Linked DNA regions of Mus musculus: regions 2, 3, 4, 5, 6 and 7 are each linked to region 1. The links are chromatin contacts, called in public HiChIP or PLAC-seq maps. All regions are on one chromosome and are shown on one strand. The core of a region is the stretch at or near the end of the contact, and the rest is flanking DNA. Distances in the headings are between cores, read along the strand shown. Region 1 holds the start of Bcdin3d (BCDIN3 domain containing). Region 2 holds the start of Fam186a (family with sequence similarity 186, member A). Region 3 has its middle 15 kb from the start of Lima1. Region 4 holds the start of Prph (peripherin). Region 5 holds the start of Troap (trophinin associated protein). Region 6 overlaps Lima1 (LIM domain and actin binding 1). Region 7 overlaps Lima1 (LIM domain and actin binding 1).

The links. HiChIP or PLAC-seq counts read pairs in DNA pulled down with a chosen protein or histone mark.
Region 2: a contact with region 1 is called in an H3K27ac HiChIP or PLAC-seq map of embryonic stem cells, with 7 times the contacts expected there. The contact joins the promoter of Fam186a here to the promoter of Bcdin3d in region 1. A contact is called at or near these places in 2 of 39 promoter capture datasets (embryonic stem cells and hippocampal neurons) and 7 of 115 datasets of contacts at active chromatin or transcription factors (embryonic forebrain, embryonic stem cells, extraembryonic endoderm stem cells and 2 more).
Region 3: an H3K4me3 HiChIP or PLAC-seq map of embryonic stem cells shows a contact between it and region 1, with 5 times the contacts expected there. The contact joins the enhancer-like site here to the promoter of Bcdin3d in region 1. A contact is called at or near these places in 3 of 39 promoter capture datasets (the 3T3-L1 cell line, the SN4741 cell line and hippocampal neurons), 2 of 484 Hi-C or Micro-C datasets (cortical neurons and ventral hippocampal neurons), 8 of 115 datasets of contacts at active chromatin or transcription factors (T-cell acute lymphoblastic leukemia, embryonic midbrain, embryonic stem cells and 1 more) and 1 of 9 other capture datasets (embryonic stem cells).
Region 4: an H3K27ac HiChIP or PLAC-seq map of embryonic stem cells shows a contact between it and region 1, with 6 times the contacts expected there. The contact joins the promoter of Prph here to the promoter of Bcdin3d in region 1. A contact is called at or near these places in 3 of 39 promoter capture datasets (hippocampal neurons, liver and stem cell-derived epiblast-like cells), 1 of 15 datasets of contacts at CTCF or cohesin (embryonic stem cells), 2 of 484 Hi-C or Micro-C datasets (embryonic stem cells and liver) and 4 of 115 datasets of contacts at active chromatin or transcription factors (T-cell acute lymphoblastic leukemia, embryonic stem cells and stem cell-derived neural progenitor cells).
Region 5: a contact with region 1 is called in an H3K4me3 HiChIP or PLAC-seq map of stem cell-derived neural progenitor cells, with 4 times the contacts expected there. The contact joins the promoter of Troap here to the promoter of Bcdin3d in region 1. A contact is called at or near these places in 5 of 39 promoter capture datasets (embryonic stem cells, hippocampal neurons, liver and 2 more), 3 of 115 datasets of contacts at active chromatin or transcription factors (embryonic stem cells, extraembryonic endoderm stem cells and stem cell-derived neural progenitor cells) and 1 of 9 other capture datasets (pancreatic islet).
Region 6: an H3K27ac HiChIP or PLAC-seq map of embryonic stem cells shows a contact between it and region 1, with 5 times the contacts expected there. The contact joins the enhancer-like site here to the promoter of Bcdin3d in region 1. A contact is called at or near these places in 2 of 39 promoter capture datasets (cranial neural crest and neural stem cells), 1 of 15 datasets of contacts at CTCF or cohesin (the NIH/3T3 cell line) and 6 of 115 datasets of contacts at active chromatin or transcription factors (bone marrow-derived macrophages, embryonic forebrain, embryonic stem cells and 1 more).
Region 7: a contact with region 1 is called in an H3K4me3 HiChIP or PLAC-seq map of bone marrow-derived macrophages, with 5 times the contacts expected there. The contact joins the enhancer-like site here to the promoter of Bcdin3d in region 1. A contact is called at or near these places in 9 of 115 datasets of contacts at active chromatin or transcription factors (bone marrow-derived macrophages, embryonic basal ganglia, embryonic forebrain and 4 more) and 1 of 9 other capture datasets (embryonic stem cells).

The regions. Positions count from the first base shown.
Region 1 is chr15:99,473,399-99,476,130 of GRCm38.p6, reverse strand. Bcdin3d (BCDIN3 domain containing) reads left to right here and starts at 1,401. Exons shown (of 2, transcript NM_029236.2): 1 at 1,401-1,675. The coding sequence starts at 1,439.
Region 2 is chr15:99,930,334-99,933,065 of GRCm38.p6, reverse strand. Fam186a (family with sequence similarity 186, member A) reads left to right here and starts at 1,408. Exons shown (of 4, transcript NM_028180.3): 1 at 1,408-1,574. Gm21917 (a long non-coding RNA gene) reads right to left here and starts at 1,686. Exons shown (of 4, transcript XR_003951483.1): 1 at 1,164-1,686; 2 at 79-251.
Region 3 is chr15:99,889,575-99,892,306 of GRCm38.p6, reverse strand. No RefSeq gene overlaps it. Among named protein-coding and RNA genes, the nearest start is that of Lima1, 15 kb to the right of the region's middle. Within about 2 kb of position 1,411, at least 127 of the 459 cell types and tissues checked have an H3K27ac peak or open chromatin away from gene starts, as enhancers often do. A contact at or near this core is called in embryonic stem cells, where this site is marked.
Region 4 is chr15:99,053,810-99,056,541 of GRCm38.p6, reverse strand. Prph (peripherin) reads right to left here and starts at 1,368. Exons shown (of 8, transcript NM_013639.2): 1 at 779-1,368; 2 at 378-438; 3 at 106-201. The coding sequence starts at 1,335.
Region 5 is chr15:99,073,607-99,076,338 of GRCm38.p6, reverse strand. It overlaps Troap (trophinin associated protein), which reads right to left and starts at 1,366. Exons shown (of 14, transcript NM_030159.1): 1 at 1,247-1,366; 2 at 841-989; 3 at 542-731. The coding sequence starts at 984. It overlaps Gm34284 (predicted gene, 34284), which reads left to right and starts at 1,670. Exons shown (of 3, transcript NR_155351.1): 1 at 1,670-1,783.
Region 6 is chr15:99,834,070-99,836,801 of GRCm38.p6, reverse strand. All of the region lies in intron 2 of Lima1 (LIM domain and actin binding 1), which reads left to right. It overlaps Gm17057 (a long non-coding RNA gene), which reads right to left. Exons shown (of 2, transcript XR_384452.3): 2 at 781-2,623. Among named protein-coding and RNA genes, the nearest start is that of Gm17057, 17 kb to the right of the region's middle. Within about 2 kb of position 1,406, at least 66 of the 459 cell types and tissues checked have an H3K27ac peak or open chromatin away from gene starts, as enhancers often do. A contact at or near this core is called in bone marrow-derived macrophages and embryonic stem cells, where this site is marked.
Region 7 is chr15:99,813,400-99,816,131 of GRCm38.p6, reverse strand. The region is part of intron 4 of Lima1 (LIM domain and actin binding 1); the gene reads left to right. Among named protein-coding and RNA genes, the nearest start is that of Gm17057, 3.2 kb to the left of the region's middle. Within about 2 kb of position 1,356, at least 21 of the 459 cell types and tissues checked have an H3K27ac peak or open chromatin away from gene starts, as enhancers often do. A contact at or near this core is called in bone marrow-derived macrophages, where this site is marked.

The DNA of each region.
Region 1 (2,732 bases), core at 152-2,651:
CTAACAGGCTGGGCTCTCCTTACCTCTAAACCGAACTTACTGCTTAGGCCATGTGGTGGTTTGAATAAAAATGGCCCCCATAGGCTCATATGTCTGAATAGTCACCAGAGGGTGGGACTCTTTGAAAGGATTAGGAGGTGTGGCCTTGTAGGAGGAAGTTTGTCACCTGAGGTGGGTTTTGAGGTTTCAGAAGCCCAGGCTAAGCCTGGACTCTCTTTTTGCCTATGGATCAGGGTCTAGCTCTCAGCTACTGCTTCCCACCATGATGATAATGGACTAAACCTCTGAAACTGTAGCAAGCCTCCAATTATTTTTTTAATGAGTTGCCATGGTTACCTGTCTCTCCACAGCAATAGAACAGAGACTAAGGGAGGCTGACTCCTCAGTCTCTCTCCTCACCAGCTTTCCCCACCCCAGACCACATTTAAAAAGCTTTTAAAGTATTACTATTTCCTAGCGTGTGTACACGTGTGTAGAGTCCAGAGGCGGATGGCAGGCATCTTCTTCGATCATTTCCCACCTTATCTTTTGAGACAGAATCTCTCAGTGGGCCTGGAGCACACACCAACGCAGCTAGGCTGGCTAGCCGGCAAACTTCAGAGATCTGCTAGTCTGGGATTACAGGCATACACCATTACACCCTGCTTTTTATGTGGGTGTTTGGGATCCGAACTCAGGTCCACGAGCTTACCCAGCAAGCATTTCCTGATTGAACCATTTTTACAGAGTTCGGCCCACTTTTGGTCTTAAGTTTATCTCAACACATCTCTTTCAATTTAACTCTGTTCTCCCATTTTCTTTCTTCCCCCAAACAGATACGGCTTAGTCACTTGCATCTTGTACAGTTTTCATTCAACAAGTATTTACTGAACAACCGTGCGCCAGGATTTATGATAAATATAGGAGGTTCACAGCTGAAAAGTATCAATGTAGCAACTCCATCCTCTGGAATGAAGTCTATAGTTACTATGTCTGTCGGTCCCCTTGTGGCACCTTAAGTGTTCTAGAGCTTCCAGCTACGTTTTCTAAACCAGGCTCAAGTTCCTGTGTCAGTGCATTGTTGTGTGACCCCGTCACAGGCCCCACACACACACATACTCCCCAGACAAGGAATCCCCCTTCCTTACAGCTCACTTTGTGTATCTGAAAAGAAAGAAACTTGGACCAACTTCACTTTCAAGACCCCCACAAACTCCTTGCTTTGGTCAGTGGCCCAAGGTTCAACTCAAGTTGGGCAAGTCCGTTAAGTAAGAGGGGACGATCACGGCCTCCAATAGGATACCGAAAGCCCCGACTAGGCACTGGGGTCTTCTCACCTACCTAAACTCACCTTCTTTCAGACCTCTACCCTAGGCGCATGCGCGCTGGCGCTGCGCTCGCCCCCTCCCTCCGCGGGCTCCAGACTTCCGGTTCCGCCCCAACCGAGGGACAGAGCGTGATGGCCGCAGACGGGACATTGTCAAGAGGGGGCGTTGGAGAGGCTGTGGAGGAAGAGCATCCGGGGGCTCTGGAACCCGGGGCCGCCCCGTTCGGAAATTTCCCTCATTATTCCCGCTTCCACCCTCCCGAGCAAAGGCTCCGCCTTCTGCCCCCGGAGCTTCTTCGGCAGCTCTTCCCTCCCGAGGGTCCCGAGAAGAGGCCGATCCTAGGGCTCGACGTGGGGTGTAACTCCGGGGTGAGTGACGCGGCAGGGATCGGAGCGCCGGGAGCCCAGCGATGGTCAGCCTCCGCGTCCTCCGTGGTGCTGGCCTGGGCGTGGCATCAAAACTCAAAGCCCAGAGTGGGCTTTTAAAGTATAGCCTTGACAGACACGTGCACGTCCCAGCCCTCCCTTTGGGGCCCCACGGCCGAGTGAGGAATTTTGAGCAATCCACAACTCATTCCAAAAATTCCCGCCAGACCGCTGGGGAGGAGGACCGTCTGATCTGGACTTCCGGCGTTTGCCTCCTCTCTTGCTTTGCTGGTCTTCTTGGCTGGGGAACGGGGATCCCCTTCCCTTCCCCCCCCCAAAAAATCTGGGAATCCTGATTCCTAAAAGATAAGAGCCAGGGTGACGTAATCACGGCTGAAACTTAAGGCTGTAGATATACAGTGCAAGACAGACCTGGAGCCAGATCCTTATTTACTTGTGCTAACAGAGTACAACGGTGAACAGTAGAGAGGGATCAAGAAAGAAAATAGATCATCCGGCCAGAGGAGGAAGCCTTAACCACCTTTCCCACCGCAGAGTGTTTTCAGACATGTAATGATTAGAGTCAAACCGCAGCAAAAATAAGGAAATAACAGTCTCGCCTATTTGTAGCTAGTTAGTGGATGTCCCAGTGAAGCGGGCAGTTTTATCCAACATTACAAATGGTTAGGACCCTCCGCCATTCGCTCCACATTCCATCACCAGAGTCCAGGGATAGACCTTTTGCCCACGTGTAATTCTAGCTCTCAGAAGACAAGCATTCCCACAAGTCTGAAGCTAGCCTAGGCTACTAAGACCATGTTTCCAAAAACGACAAAAAAGAGACATTGGTGGGTGGTGAAGACCTTTGAGGGTCTCAGTTGAGGAGAGCTTTTGGTTATAGACTACAGTAACCAGCTGGGTGTGTGTCCCTGTAAACGTGTCACCGTGGTATAGGAAACCAGCAGAAAAACAGAAAAGAAAAACATTTTTAAAAAAAAGATTTTAAAATTGTAAACAGTATATACAGAGCCACAGTAGAAAGGACACGGTTGCAATTGAC
Region 2 (2,732 bases), core at 159-2,658, 460 kb before region 1:
CCATCTTGAATATCTGCCCACTCAAGTACTGACAACCATTAAAAGAATCCTCTACCACTGCCAACAAGAAGAAAATACCTTCCCATCTTCTAGAGGCAAGAAGTTTATGAAGTCAAAGCATCTCAGGGTTCACTGTCTCTGGAGGCCCCGGGAGAGATTTGTTCCTCGACTGCCATTCTTTAGCCTGTAGACTTGTAACTTCAGTCTCTGCCTTCAGATGGCCAATGTGTCTTCTGTCTCCTCTTCTGACTCTGAGGAGAAACGGCAGTGAATTCATTACACACCTAAGTAGTCCAGGATGCTCTCAGTTTAAGAAGCTTAATTACAGTCCCCAAATAAGGTGACATCACAAAATCTGGTGGACCTGTCTTCAGTGGGCGCTGTTGGATCTACCTCATCAAGACATTTGCTTGATGACAATGCTCCCACAAGAGAGGCTTCAGACGAGATTAACTGTTTCCTTCCTAGTCAGCTGGCAGCCCCTCCAGTCACTGCTCTTTGGCTCTCTGTTCTGCTGCTGTGTTTTGAGACCTTGAACTCCAGCCAGTATTTCTGCCTCAGCTTCCCAAATGCTGGGATTCTGAGTATGAGCCACACAGAAAGTATGGCTCCTGACTGATTATGGCTTGTTACTCTTTTCCTCAGAACATTAAGAGGCCAGTTTTAAACCATGAGTTTACAAGGAGCTTAGAATTTATTTAAATTGCTTATACCACACCCTGCACAGAGATCCCAGTAAATTCTGGCACCAACCTCTGGAGTCCCTTTTGAGGAAGTGTCAGTACAATGGCCTTTTAAAAAGTTTCAGAGCTGGAGTAGAGTACTTCACCCTGAAATTGTGAGCACAAGCTACAGGATTTTGGTTTCCAAGTTTGTGAGCATTGGGTGCCTACAGAGGTAAGAAGGCGGCATCAGGGCACCTGGAGACATTACAGACAGTTGTGAGCCCTGGCCCTTGGCAACAACGGTGCTTGATTCTAGGCAAAGCGCTGCCTCTCCAGCCCTAAAGTCTATGGTCGTGATAACACCGAAGAGTAAGGCCTATAGGAGCAGCTTCAGCAATTAGGATGCCACACAAGATCTGTCTTCGAATATGGCCGATTTATCCACACAAACCGTCCCTATAATATCATGCTAATATAGAAGTTAAGCAGTCATCTCACCAAGCGGGAGTCAGTTGTTTGGGCAGAAATGCTGCTGCAGGGTTCCACTGGGGAATCTTTTCCCGTGAGGATGTCCACCGTGTCCTCCCGGAAGTCCTTCCGCTGAGGCAGGCTGGGAAGTTGGCACTGATGGAGGTCTGAGAGGTCTTTGGGAGCATAGCAGGCATTGCCAGGCGAGTTTGTGTGCGCCCAGCGATGGCGCCGTAAGTTCCAACGGTCACTGAGGCCACGCACAGTCTCAAGTCTCTTACTCATAGGTACCAACAGGGCTCTGACTAGGGAGCACTGCAGTGAGATCTTGGAGTCGGTTCCCAAAGTTCCAGCTCTTGTATCATTTCATTGGGCGGTAGATTTGCGCTCTCAGGACTCAGAGCTTGGAGCTGACACACTAGCGCAACAGCTTGCCTTGGGGTGAGTTCACTAGCTTGGCAACGCTGTCCAAGAGCTCGGCTCCTCTCTGCGATGGGGGTGGGGGTGGGATGGATCCTGCCTCTGAGGCATCAGGAGTCACATTATTTACAACTCACAAAATAGTTTTTAAGATATGTTCCTTACAAATACTTTTTTTTTTTTTTTAAGACTGGCTACCCTGGAGCTTGCTATGCAGACTAGGCTGTCCTCCAACTCCTGCCTCCCAAGGGCTGGATTTAAAGGCATTCATCACTATACCGGTCCAGTTCTAATATTAACTACAAGCTGGAGTTCTAGAAACATTCTATTATCTATATATCCTTTTTTTCTTTAATTAACTTTCTCTTTCTTTCTTTCTTTCTCTCTCTCTTTCTTTCTTTCTTTCGAGACAGTGTTTCTCTGTGTGGTCTTGACTGTCCTAGAACTCACTGTATATTGACAAGGCTGGCCTCAAATTTACAGAGATCCGCCTGCCACTGCCTTCCAAGTACTGGGATCAAAGATGTGCACCACCACTGCCCAGCTAATTAACATTAATTAATATAAGCAAACCTGTGCTACATAATGGGTTCCAGGTTGACCAAGGATTCATAAGATCTGTCTCAAAAAAAAAAAAAGAGAGAGATTAATTTCTAAGACTTTCTCCTTTATTTGAATAGAAAAGACTTCAGATTATTACCAGATTAAAGTAAAATATTTAGAATTCTCCATGACAATTGTATTTTAAGTATCATAGCTCTTTATAAAACAAATAAAACCCTCCAATTTTTGATTTAATAAATGTAGTCTTTATAGATGAAGTAAGCAAGATGGGGTATCAGGAATACAAGCCATCAAACAGGAAGACATGTACCAAGCTATCTATCTAACATGAAGAGCAGTGTCCCAGACATTTCAGAGGCAACTCAGGCTCTGAAGCAGTGATTCTCAGCCTGTGGGTTGAGATCCTTTTCTGGGGTCCAGTGACCTTTTCACAGGCGTCGCCTAAGACCACTGGGAAACAGATACTTACACACAGAGTGTCATAGAGTGACAAGGTTACGGTTCTGAAGTAGCGACAGACATGTTTTATGATTGGGGGTCAGCACAACACGAGGAACTGTATTAAAGGGGTGCGGCGTCAGGAAGGTGGAATGGAGGTGGTGAAGTATCAAGCCA
Region 3 (2,732 bases), core at 162-2,661, 420 kb before region 1:
AAGGCTAGGATTGGTGGTATATGCCTTAGTCTTTCGAGACAGGCTTTCTCTGTGTAGCCCTGGCTATCCTGCTTGGTGGAGATCTTCAATGGTTTCAATAACATTCTAAAACTCAGGGCTGGAGAGGTGGCTCAGTGGTTAAGAGGGCTGGCTGCTCTTCCAGAGGACCTAGGTTCAATTCCCAGCACCCACATGGCGGCTCACCACTGTCTGTAACTCCAGCTCTATGAGTTCTAACATCTTCACACAGATATACATGGAGGAAAGACATCAATGCACATAAAATCAAAGTAAATATATATTTTTAAAAAAATCTAAGACTCAGATTTTTTCTAATAAATATGTATATTTTATTTGTGAGTTTTGTGTTTGCTGTTACAGGCCTGTACCACCCTGCCTAATATAGATATGCATGATACTATAATAGAACACATAAAAACTTGCACTGATAGCTATACAGGCTCAGACTACAAATGATCAAAGAAGCAGAAAGCCAGGATGGTTAGCACACACCTTTGACCCCAGCACTTGGGAGGAGGCAGAGAGGCAAGTGGATCAATATAAGTCTGAGGCCAGCGTGGTCTACATAGCAAGTTCCAGGGCTACAGAGGAAGACCCTATGTTAAAGATATATAGGTATATAGATAGACAGATATAGATGATATAGACAGACAGGTGGTCTATATAAAATATATATACAGATAGACAGACAGGTGGTAGACAGACAGACAGACAGCTTTTGAGCCAGGTGGTAGTACATGCCTGCAGTCCCAGAACATCTGTTATTCTTGTATTTGAGAAGCTCAGGCAGGTGGATGTTAAGTTCCAGTGTAGACTACATAGTGAAAGGGTGGAGGGCGGGGGGGGGGGGGGGGCGGCTCTGAGCATGGGTGTGTGTGTGGCTGTGACCCCAGCACTTGAGAGGTGGGAGCCCCAGGAATATTGCATATTCAAGGCTGTCTCAAAATCAAAATGGGGGGGGGGGGAACCAACTCACGTTCATTGCCTTCCTTGAAAACTAGATCTGAGGCTGACTCTGGAGTTTTTACTGAGAGCTCACAGGAAGCCCGACGACCTTCACTGTTTGTCAGTAGAAGAGCAGGGTGGTGCAGAGTCTAAAGTATGACCCCGGCTAGTCACATGGAGACCGTTTTGTTTTGGTCTATGTTTTGAAAGTAAAAAAAGGACAGTTTTTCTGCATGATTCCAAAAGTACATTTGGACGTCTGAACACCTGCTGACTGTTGTTTGCTAACAGGGGTGTGACCCGCCTCCCAGTAAGCTGTCTGTGCATTTTGGTATTTCCTCCTGCCTTTTAGAATTAACAGCTGCTTCACGGTTAACTGGGAAAGAGCAGGTGTGTTGGAGATCGGAAGAGGAACCAGCAGTGGCCAACCTAAGCAGCACTGCTGTCCTTTGCACCGGAAAAGACCGACGGGAGGAGAAGAGGAGGGACAGACTCTGGTGATTTAAGGTGACAGACAGACAACAAGAATAACTGTCTTTGACTTTAAAAGCTGTGGTACGAAAGGACATAATTAAATTACACAAGGACAAAGAGGGATAGAGAAAGACGAAGAGGTGTTCTCAGGTCAGCTTGCCACTACAGCCACGCACTGTTCTCCCAGCGTTCCCTAGAGAGTCTTCCCCACCTGGTGACATTTGAGGTATTAAGCATGTGAGATGAGATTGGGCACCTTAAGCATGTGACCCTTAAGGGGCTGGCCGTGCTCCCTTCCTGCTGAACTAGTTTCTTATCCCAGAGGCGGATCCTGGAGCTCAGGTGTTCTCCAGTTTCCCAGTGCTCTGCGGGCTTCTATCGCTCTCTCTGAAAAGGACGAGGAAAAGCTAACAGATCAGATTCTGCTGTGGGGTGCACTGTTTGCCTCCTGGAAATCCAGCGTGGGAGAAAAGGAAGGAGTCTGAATTTACTGACGATGGAGCCCAGGGTCCGTCCTTTCAATATAACTGCAAAGAAGCAGCTGACTGAAACCAAGAAACTGGTCTCATGAGTACACGGTCAATATGTCAAAAAGGGTTGGGCATGGTGGTGCACGCCTTTAATCCCAGCTCTTAGGAGGCAGAGACAGGAGGATTGCTGTGAGTTCTTGGTCAGCCTGGTCTATACAGTAAGTTCCAGACCAGCTGGGACTATATAGTGAGACTCTGCCTCAAAAATAAATAAGATGGAGCTAGAGAGATGGCTCAGAGGTTAAGAGCACTGGCTGCTCTTCCAGAGGTCCTAAGTTCAATTCCCAGCAACCACATGGTGGGTCACAGCCTTCTATAATGAGATCTGATGCCCTCTTCTGCGGTGTCTGAAGACAGCTACAGTGTACTTACATAATACTAAATAAATAAATCTTAAAAATAAGTAAATCAATAAGATGGGGGGGGTGAAAAATGGGAATCAGGGGTGAATCTGAGAAAAACAAAACACCATTATGTACAGGCATGGAATGTCAGATACTAAGTTTTAAAGTATTCTAAAAAGAAGTAAAAAGGAACCGCAAACAAACTCTTGACTGCAAAGCCCGAGCTCACTCTCCCAGCCTGAGGGTGTACGCCTGGGTGTGGGCCCCCTCCCCTTCCTAATGCATCAGCTCCCTCATGTGATACCATTCCCACCACAGAACAGTGACTCCAGCCTCAAACAATTTACTATTCAGCTTTTTCAGAAGCCGACAGAATCCCAATAGCTTGTCATCTGCTGAAGTACTTGGGGGAGTGTTT
Region 4 (2,732 bases), core at 119-2,618, 420 kb after region 1:
AAAAACACCTGTAAAGGGTGGGGTTGTCATCACAACGCATCCCTGTTGTCTGCGCAGCTTCAGCGAGGTCTCTCCCAAGCCTTCCCAGACACCCCGACCACCCACCTCTTCGTGTAGCTTCTTGAGGAACTCAATTTCATCCATCAGAGACTCAATCTTGCGCTCCAGTTCTAGGCGGGACAGAGTGGCGTCGTCCACGTCCTTCGCGAACGGGAATAGGGGATCAATAGGAGGGCTCCTCAGGCCAGGGAAGGGCCAGGTCTTCCCTGTCTGTCTCGGAAGCACGGAGTGGCCTCCCTTAACCCACCGATGCCACCCTGGAGACGCAGCTGGGGGTGCAGCTGGGGTGTTGGGACTCGACGTGACCCCTCACTCACCTTACGGAAGAGCACCAGGTTGTGCTCCGCATCCTCCCGCTTGCGGGTTTCTTCTTCTAACCTGACAGGCAGAGTGGGAAGATGCTGAACTGCGGGGTGACCTCCCAGACCTCGTGCCACATCCAGCACCCCGCCCCCATCTGCTTATGCAGCTGTCCTGGATCTAAAAGGAGGGATTCAGTCTGCCCGTCTAACGGACTAGGAACAGAGAAGGGAGTCCCCTTAATGTCTGGTCACTTCCGCTAGGCTCTCGGAGCAAAGTGCAGGGAGGGGGCTGGCTTGGATGCTGCAGGCTCGCCCTGGGGTTGGCCAGCCCGGCCACGCCCTAGGGCTGTTGGATCTGGAGGGGAAGGCAGGGGGAGCGAAGGGAGCGTCTGGCAGGCCCGGTCCTGCCCTCTGACCTCTGCTTGAGCGCCGCTAGGTCCTCCGCCAGCCCGTCCCGCTCCACCTGCACCCGGTCGCGCTCCCGGCCCAGCAGCTCCAGTTCGCGCCGCAGCTCGCGCAGCTCCTGCTGGCAAAGCTGGTCGGCGCGCGCCGGCTCCTGGCCCCGCGCCTGGCTCAGCTCCCCGCGCAGGGCTGCGTTCTGCTGCTCCAAGAAGCGCACCTTCTCGATGAAGTTGGCGAAGCGGTCGTTGAGCTCCTGTAACTCTTGCTTCTCGTTGCTCCGAGTGGCCAGGAACTCTTGGTTGAGGGCCTCGGCCATGGAGAAATCGAGGCGCTCCGAGGGCAAGCGCAGTGCCCCCGCTCGAGGGGCACGGAAGCTGCCCAGCCGCGCCGAGGAGCTCGGGGACCCCGAGCCCAGCAGGCGGCTGCTGGAGAAGCGAGAGCTGGACGAGTAGGAGAAAGCCCCGGGGGACAGTGAGGGCGGCGGCCCAAAGGTCCGGCGGTACGAGGTGGAGCTGATGCTGGACCGCAGGCCCGACGAGTGATGATGGCTCATGCTGGCGGAAGATGGCATTCAGCGCTTGGCAGAACTAGGCCGGGTGGCAAGGAGCTGCAGACCGATGCGGGGCGGCTTTATAGCCCTGCGGTCTCCGGGGAGGGGGGGTGGGGGGCCACGACAGCTCCTCCCACTGGCCTGACTTCAGCCTTGGGCTGTGTGGGGAGGGGGATGCCCCACCCTGCAGAGAGAGGACACCACCCCTTCCCTCTCCTGGTTGCTGGCACCCTGCCTGCTTGATTCCCCCTTGTTGCTGGCTGAGATCCGGGATGTGATGGAGGTGGGCTAAGGTCTACCTTAGAGCATGCATCCAACGCTGGAGCCTAGAATGGGAGGACATGGCTTGACCTGGGGTGCCCTCTCAGAAGAGGGGGTAAAAATTAGGGAATATGAGGACCTGAGGAAAAGGGCAAGTTTTGAGCAATGAGAAGTGGGGTAGGTGGAGGGAGAGCTAACCTGGCCTAAGCCAGGGAATTCGTGCCTCCTCCTGTCTCCTGAAACTGGGGTTCTCCTTTCACCTGTTGTCAACTGCCCCCCATCATTGGCCACAACCGAGGGCTGAGGCAGAGGGAGCTGGGGAAGAGCTTATCTCTGCCTACTCCCCAGGGCACGGTAAAGGGCTGGTGATTGGCGCCAGCTCTGCAGCTAATGGACTGACCAGCTCTCCCACCCCCACCCCCGCCCTTGGACCAGCAGAAGTTGCATGGTGATGTTTCCATCTTAAAGACACAGCCCCCAAACTCGGACGTAACACCCACCCCAACAAGAGTGGGCACCTCACAGGGTGCTGAGGATGTCGGGGTTCCAAGGGTCTGTGCCATGAAAGGGCCTGTGAGGTGCCCACTCTTGTTGGGGCTGAGTGGGCCTGTGGTACACTTTCAGCCTTTACTGGATTGGTGCCCCCTCCACACCATCTGCTGGGCAGTCACGGGCCTTACGGGAACCAGAGGAATTCCTGAAGTAGGAAGGGGAGGGGGGTGGGGGATAGCAGCTGCCAGGGCTGAAAGACATATAGACTAGTAGGCACCAGTCTCCAGTGCAGAGGAGATGCAGGTACCCAGACATGGTGCAGATAAAGGGAGATGAGATGGGAGAGATACCCAGCCACTACAGCCTGTTAGAGAGAGAAGTCCTCCGACAGGTCCACAGATAACTTGCCCAATACTCACTGAGCCAGCTTTGTAGAGGCTACAAATATGCATGTGTGCACAGACATGACAGGAATACACAGCTACACCCCTTAACAGCGCCCCCACACCCCAGTTAGCAGAAAGGCTGGTGTCTGACCTTTGTGTGACACACTACTTCCAGAATGCAGCACAGGCAGTCCCAGGAGTGGACAGAGGCCGTCTGGATTCTCTGCAGGAGAAAGGATGCTGAAGCCCTTTGGGTTTGCTGAGAGCCATGTGTCTGCT
Region 5 (2,732 bases), core at 117-2,616, 400 kb after region 1:
CGGAGTTCAAATCCCAGCAACCACATGGTAGCTCACAACCATCTGGAACAAGATCTGACTCCCTCTTCTGGAGTGTCTGAAGACAGCTACAGTGTACTTACATATAATAAATAAATAAATCTTTAATATATATATATATTTATTGTTGAAAAGGAAGAATTAAAGCTGAAGTATGGACAGATTATAAAGACTCAGCATAACAATGAGCAAATGACTGTGACTGTCTTGCCCAGGGTTGCTAAAAAGGCCCAGAAGATGTCTTTTTTTTTTTAGATACAATATAATTGTTTAGGCCTGGAGTTCAATAGGTAAAAGGTGTCCAATTCACAGAGACCACTTGCCTCTGCCTCCTAAAGTGCTGGGATTAGAGGCATGAACCACCATGCCAGGCAAAAGATGGCATTTTGCTGAAAGTGATGGTTTCTCAGAGCAAAGAGGTTTCTGGACAAAACCCAGGTCTCTTGCAGTATGCAAGACCTCCACTTTGGGTCTCCCATTCTCACTCAGCCAAGTAGGCTGCCCCCAGGTCTGGAACAGGTACCTGTCTGGGGATGGGTCACAAGCCCCACATTTGATCCCCCAGAGCTAGGCTTGAGTTCCTCCAGAGGGTTCCGCAGGGTCTTCAAGCTTGGTGATTTTTCAGTCTGGTGCAAGGTTTTCGATCTGAGGCCTGCCGTGTCAGTGAGTGGACGTTGACGTTGAGTACTGCGCGGTGGTTTCTGTGCTGGTGTCTAGGGGGAAGGGGGAAAAAGCTGGGATTCAGTGCGGGGGTGGGGTGGGGATGGGGGGTGGGGGTGCATTGCTGACTCGAGGTGCCTCCTTGTGTCCAGCCCCTCCTACCCTCGGATCTTGGTTCTCCTGGTCCAGAGAGCGCGACTTGACTGAGGAAAAATCTTGGCATCTTTGGGAGAGTACTGGAATCTTGCTAGGGTTGGGAGATACACCTCGGAGATGGGGATCCTTATTGGTTTGGAGGGTAGTCATGGCGGCTATAATGGAGATGAGAGAAGAAGGTAGACAGGACTGAGGACCAAAGCAAATCACTTCTCAAAGCATGGGTGCTGATATCCCTGATTCTTTCCCCTTGGTCCCAATCCATGTGCCTAGAAGCCCGCACCGGCAGCAAGGCCGCTCTCCTGGCAACTCTTCCAGAAACCCTAAGTCTGCTATCTCGCCCCGGAGCTCCAAACTGCTCTCCTCCCTAGGAACCTCGGCAGGACTCCCCTCTAAGATCCTCGTGCCGCACCATTCCAGGAGGCCCTCCGGGTCACCTCTACTTCCTCGGGTTTTTCGCCGATTTCTTGGGTTTCTGCTTCTGCTTCTGCTTGCGGCTGCTGCTGCTTCCCCGGTTTGTAAAATACGCCAAGCTCCTGATTGGCTGGTACCCGGTGACTCGGAGGGTCGTGACGTCACACGGAGCCACCCAATCCGCAGGCTCCGAAGGCGGGGCCAGAGAAGGACTAGTCGCCGAAACGTTTTCTTGATGGGAGAACAACTGACCAGCTCTCTCGGCCAATCCGAGGACGGAGCGCGAGTGGCAGGATGGGGGCGGAAAGCCAGGGAGGATGCTGTTCTGAAGCCCGGGAAGGCCAGTCTGGACTGCAACGGGCATTACCGTACTCTCGCGAGAGCTGGAGCCAACCGAGGGCTGGCCCCTCATGAAGACCGCGGAATTGTGGGAAAGATTGGCCATCGAGACCACTGTTGACCACACTCTGAACGTAGTGCACGGCCGGGTTTTGGGAACCATGGGCACTTCTTGCAGGAGATAGGAGCCTAATGGGTGAGAGGGCTGGAGGTACCTGAACTGTTGGAGCCCAACGAGAACGAGGAGCCAAGAAATCCTGTGTCCACTCGGACCTCACACCCTGGTGGGATGTGGTCAGGCCCAGGGTGGCTGGAGCTCTGTTAATCAGAATTGAAGGGCTCCTCCTGGGTGGGGAGATCTCTGCATCTTCAGGTTTCCTTCCACCGGTCTGGATGAGAGGGCTCACCTGCTCCTTACTGGCAGGCAACTGTGAGGCTGCCAGATGATGGAGATGGGGGTGGGCAATGTCTCACCCCACCCCACCTGAGAGTGGCCTCAAACTCGCAGCTTCCTGCTTCAGGAAGCTCGGATTGCACACTCCCTGCATAGTTTAAAGGGTGCTGACCAGCAAGCCAGGAACATAGGCGTGCTTCCGGATCTCCCCTTCCATATGCCACTTCTTTTCACACCTACGGATTTTATACCTTTGAGCATCTATTCAGCTGTTTAGCCAGATGAAACAGAGCACACAGAGACAGTCAGCTTGGTTTTATTTTATTTTTTTAAAAGATTTATTTATTATTATTCATTAGTACACTGTAGCTGTCTTCAGATGCACCAGAAGAGGGCGTCAGATCTCATTACGGATGGTTGTGAGCCACCATGTGGTTGCTGGGATTTGAACTCAGGACGTTTGGAAGAGCAGTCAGTGCTCTTAACCGCTGAGCCATCTCGCCAGCCCTCAGCTTGGTTTTAAAAGCGATTGTCTTCCAAATAATTTCCTTGCCCAACCCCTTGAGTCGTTTTATTTTAAATATATATGCTTTTAGTTAAACAATTTATTTTTATTATATGTAAGTACACTGTAGCTGTCTTCAGACACTCCAGAAGAGGGAGTCAGATCTCATTAAGGATGGTTGTGAGCCACCATGTGGTTGCTGGGATTTGAACTCAGGACCTTCGGAAGAGCAGTCGGTGCTCTTAA
Region 6 (2,732 bases), core at 157-2,656, 360 kb before region 1:
GCATGGAAATGTGACAGCCAGCCAGGCTGGAGAGGCAGCTCCGAGGCTGAGAGTACAGATTGCTTTTTATAAGACCAGACTTTGGTTCACAGCAGCCTATCAGGTGACACACAGACACCCCTGACTCTAGCACAGAGGACAGCAGGCTCCTTCTAGCCTCTCCAGGCACGCGAGCACGCACACAGTATTATCAATATTAATTGTAAATACAGAAGTGGGGCCAGCCATAAAAATGAAGGGCTGGAGAGATGGCTCAGCGGTTAAGAGCATTAACTGCTCTTCCAAGGGTCATGAGTTCAGATCCCAACAACCATCCATAATGAGATCTGACACCCTCTTCTGGTGTGTCTGAAGGCAGCTACAGTGTACTTATATATAAAATAAGTAAATAAATCTAAGAAAAGGGGCTGGAGAGATGGCTCAGCGGTTAAGAACACTGGCTGCTCTTCCAAAGGTCCTGAGTTCAAATCCCAACAACCACATGGTGGCTCACAGCCATCTGTAATGAGATCTGACGCCCTTTTCTGGTGTGTCTGAAGACAGCTACAGTGTATTTACATATAATAAATAAATAAATCTTTTTTAGAAAATCTTAAAAAAAAAATGAAGGGCTCAGCCTGGATTTCTTTCCTAGGTTTCATATTAAATGGAAACATGCTGCTAATATTACTTTAATACTCACTACATATTCCCAAAGATGGCTATAGGACTATGTTTTTGTTTGTTTGTTTGTGTGACTAAAGAGTTACTTTAAAATAAATAAATAATTAGAGCAGAGCATAGTGTGCACACTTTTAATTTCAACACTTGGGAGGCAGAGGCAGGAGGCGCTCTGTGAGTCTGAGGCCAGCCTGGACTACAGATCGAGTTCCAGGGCAGCCAGAGCTACACAGAGAAACCCTCTCTGGGGCAAGAAAGGGGATTCATCTTATAGTTATGCGTACAGAAGAGTTGTTCCTGGCAACAGAGCCTAAGTCTCAGGCTCTTTATATCTCCACACTTAGCTCTTTATAAATTTATACACTTTTAGATCTCTGCTTTGTAAACCATCGCCCCTGGCATAAGAAAGGTCCTATTAACGGCAGCTTGAAGAGCTTTGGGTTCCCTTCCCTGTGGTTTCAGCATCATATGATTCTTCTCTTGATAAAGGTTAACTGGCAGAGTTTGGTTTCCTGTTTGAATCAATATTTTTGAAGTTAAAGGGAATCTGGCCCTGTTATTTTTGAGTCGTCTTCCCTGAGGTCCTCGGAAGAGCCTCCACTGCCAGTTCTGGAGAGATGGAAGGGCTGAGCCCAGACCCTGCCCTGATGGCGGTTTTGTTTTAGGTTCTGAGTAGATTAGCACTGAGAAGAGCACCCAGCAGCTGACAGAGTTTGAAACCACACCTGCCTAACCTTTGTCCCACTCTGGCCTATAAGGAATTTGTGATTAAAGGTCGGTCACGAGGTTAGTCACATGCTGAGGAACTGGTCAGTCCGGCCCACCGATCCCTCAGCCCCCACCAGTTGTGTCCTCTTCCCCATATCATGGCTCTGGCTGAGCCAGCACCCTTTTACCACTGAATCCCCGTGCTAAAGAGGGTACGGAATTAGGGGTGTGGGGGGGGAGGGGGGCTTATTTAATAACAGCAATGAAAGAGGCTCTCAGACCTTCCTTGATGGCTTCCTCTTTTGCTTCTCTTTGACATTTTTGTGGTGAAATTGTTCTAGAAATAATAAAATAAACCTAACCTTGGGAGTTCCCGTGTTTTCTTCTTTAGGCCCAGAGTTCCTCTCTCTATCCGAAAGCACACAAGCAAGGGTCATCGCTCAGGAACTCTGTTTTCTGGCCTTAGAAATATTTCAGACACTGTGATTATCCTCCAGATAATTTTAGTGTCCTCTGTCAGCTGCCTGCCTCACAGCTGTGGGGAGTGAACAGTTGCAAGATTAGATTCCATATGTGAGGGAGAGGGGATGGGATGGTCATCTGTGGTCCCAGATGACTACCAGAACTCTGGGAAGGGAGTGGCATGAGATTTTAATTATAGAACTCTTTTTTTTTTTTGAGAGCAGGTTTTAATGTGTAGCCCAGGCTGGCCTTGGACACAGATTCTCCTGAGTACCAGAAATTGCATACAGTGCCACCACCCCACACTGGGTCTTGCTTAGAGAATGCCATTGCAAGTGGGTTTTTTTGTTTTTTGTTTTCCCCCTCAACTTGAGTCTTCAAAGTGCCCTTCCCACTTTTCCAAACAAAGTCCGAGGCCTGAATTCTGGCGCTACACTTGAGAGATGGTAAGAAAGTCCAGTGAGGAGCACGTGCCCAGCGCAGGTATGGCCATAGGTTTAATCCTGCACGCTGCAGGAAGGTTGGGTCTCTTGAGCTTCACAGCCTCTGTGGTAGCCTGTGCTACCACACAGAAGAAGGGTCAGTGAAGCCCAGAAGGTGGAGTCTAGCTTGAACCACACAGAGAAACGCCATCTTAAGGAGGAAGAGATGGATCAGTGGTTAAGGACACCAGCTGCTCTTCTAGCAGACACAGGTTCAGTTCCCAACATCCTCTTGGCAGCTGACAACCATCTGTAACTCCAGTCCAAGGGGATCTGATGCCCTCTTCTGGCCTCCTCGGACACCAGGCACCCTAAATGCCAGACAGCATTTAAAAGACAAAAGCAAGCATGATAAGTGCACACTCAGCACTTGGAGGTGGACATAGGCGGAGCCAGCCTGGCCTGCACAGCATGCTGAAG
Region 7 (2,732 bases), core at 107-2,606, 340 kb before region 1:
GGGTGCTAGGAGCCAAATCCAGGTTTTGGTTTGGTTTGGTTTGTGGCAGGGTCACTTGTAGCCCAGGCTGGTCATAAGCTCCTTATCTTCCTGTCTCTTCCCAAGCTCTGGGAAGATTGGTGTATATTACCACCCCTGCATTCATACTCCTATTAACCTAACTTTTAATTGGTTTAGTATGTCACCTCTAGTTTATATAGTTTGAAAGTTTGACTGTTGTACCTGACTCCTCACTGTAGCTGAACGTGTCTTATAAAAGACACATCCATATAAATTAAAGTTTGTGATTAATGGTTTCGTGTGATCCTTCAGTCCTTTGCGAGATAAGGAAGGATCTAGATGTAAAGTTGCCTCTTGAGGAATCCTGGTATTTTTCAGTTTCTTTCCCTGAATGGCTGTTGTTGATGTATCAGCCACAGGTCAGACATCTCTTCTGATCTGATTTACGCCAACTCCCTGCTTCCTGCTTCCAACCAGTGGCACCTGCCACACACACATCATAAGCTCTCTGTTTTCCCATTCCACTGAATTTCTGTTTCTTTCCGTTTGTTTATTTTAGGGGGTTTGAGACAGGACTTCTCTATGTAGCCCTGGCTGTCCAGGAACTCTTTCTGTAGGCCAGGCTGGCCTTGAACTTACAGAGACCCTCCTGCCTCTGCCTCCTGAGTGCTGGGATTACAGGCATGCACCACCACTGCCCAGTGTATATGGTTTTTTTTTTTTTTTTTTTGGGGGGGGGTGTTGGTTTTTCGAGACAGGGTTTCTCTGTATAGCCCTGGCTGTCCTGGAGCTCATTTTGTAGACTAGGCTGGCCTCGAACTCAGAAATCCGCCTGCCTCTGGCTCCCGAGTGCTGGGATTACAGGCGTGCGCCACCACGCCCAGCCCGTATCTGGGTTTTAAAGCTGGGCTTTAATCAATGCTCACCTCCCTTAATTTGTTTTACTTTGTCACTGTTTAGTCTTTGTCACATAGTTCAAGAATGCATCTTCCGAGCTCATGGGCTTCCCCTTTTATGGGGACGTGTTTCATTATGCTGTGTCATCACTTCCCAATAATTAGATTCTCTTCTAGCTCTGAGCATCTTGGCAGAAGAGTCTTGTCTTGAGTAATTTCTTTGGGCTGTATTCTGCGATGTATACCATATTTAGAAGAAACACTCTTCTGGGCGTTTTTTTTCTTATGTACGCTCAGCTACTTCAAAACCAGCGCCGCCCGAGCGCGTCATCCCGACAGCTTCGCTGGTTGTTGGGTTTGTGGGATTCTTAACTAGTCTTATATTTTATGCGTGTGCCACACGGGTGCCTGGTGTCCGTGGAGGTCAGAAGGCGGCGTCGGAATCCCTGGAGCTGGAGCTGTGGCTGAGCGTGAGTCACCGTGTGGCTGTCACCGTGTGGCTGCTGGCAACGGAACCTGGGTCCTCTGCAAGAGCAGGGAGGACTCAGACAGCTGTGCTGTTTCTCCTGGCCCAGATTGTAAACTACTGAATTAGCTTACTAGATACAAAGTATCCCTCCCTCCCTCCCTTCCTCCCTCCCTCCCTTCCTCCCTTCCTCCCTCCCTCCCTTCCTCCCTCCCTCCCTCTCTCCCTCCCTCCCTCCCTCCCTTCCTCCTTCCCTCTCTCCTCTTCTTCCTCCTCCTCCTCCCCCTCCTCCTCCTTTTCCGCTTATTGTAAGGCTAATACAATTTTTATCAAACACTTGAAAATACAGAAAGCGTAGACAAACATCTTGTATCTGGAGAAAAGCACTTCTCTGCCTTTATCAGGATTTCTATTGCTGTGATAAAACACAAAACACCAGAACCAAAAAAAAAAAAAAAAAACTGGGAGGAAAGAGTTTATTCCACCTACACTTCCAGGTAACTGTCCATCACTGAGGGGAGTCAGGGCAGGCACCTGCGGGCAGGAGCTGATGCAGAGGCCATGGAGGGGTGCTGCTTACTGGCTTGCTCAACCTGCTTTCTTATAGAGCCCAGGGATGGCTCCCCTCACAGCGAGCTGCCCCTGTGCCCCCCCCAATCAGTCAGTCATCACCATCCCATGTGTGTTTCTTATATAAACAAACCATTTTGTCTAGAAAAATTTTTTATCACTTAATGCATTGAGATATTAAGAGATGAACACCTCACCATTTCCATCTGTAGGTCAGCAAAATCCGATTTCCCCTAAACCCTGCTCTTCTTCCCTCCATCCTTGGTTTTTAGGAAATATGGGAGTCTGAAGGAAGGTCCAGGTGAGAAGGTAGAAGGAGTTGAAGGAGTGAAGGAGTACAGGACTCTTCATAATGTGCTGAGTCAGCTTCTCTGTGGGGCAGAGACAGGATCTCACATAGCCCAGGCTGTTCTCAGAAGCTGCCCTCGAACTCTTGATCCTCCGGTCTCTACCTCCCAGAAGCTGGGATTATGGGCACGCACCACAACACCTGGCTTGCGAATCAACTTTGCCAGGTGTAACCTCCCATGACTCACACGTTTAAGGCAGGTGTGTCTCACTGATTTTAAGGCTAGCCTGGTCTACAATGCAAGGCAGGTGTGTCTCACTGAGTTTAAGGCTAGCCTGGTCTACAATGCAAATCCCAGGACAGCCAGGGCTACATAGTGAGATTCTCTCTTGAAAAAAAAAAAGTGAAGTATGGTGGTTACATACCTTTAATTCTGACCCATGGGAGGCAGAAGCAGGTGGATTTCTGAGTTCAAGGCCAGCCTGGTCTACAGAGTGAGTTCTAGGACAGC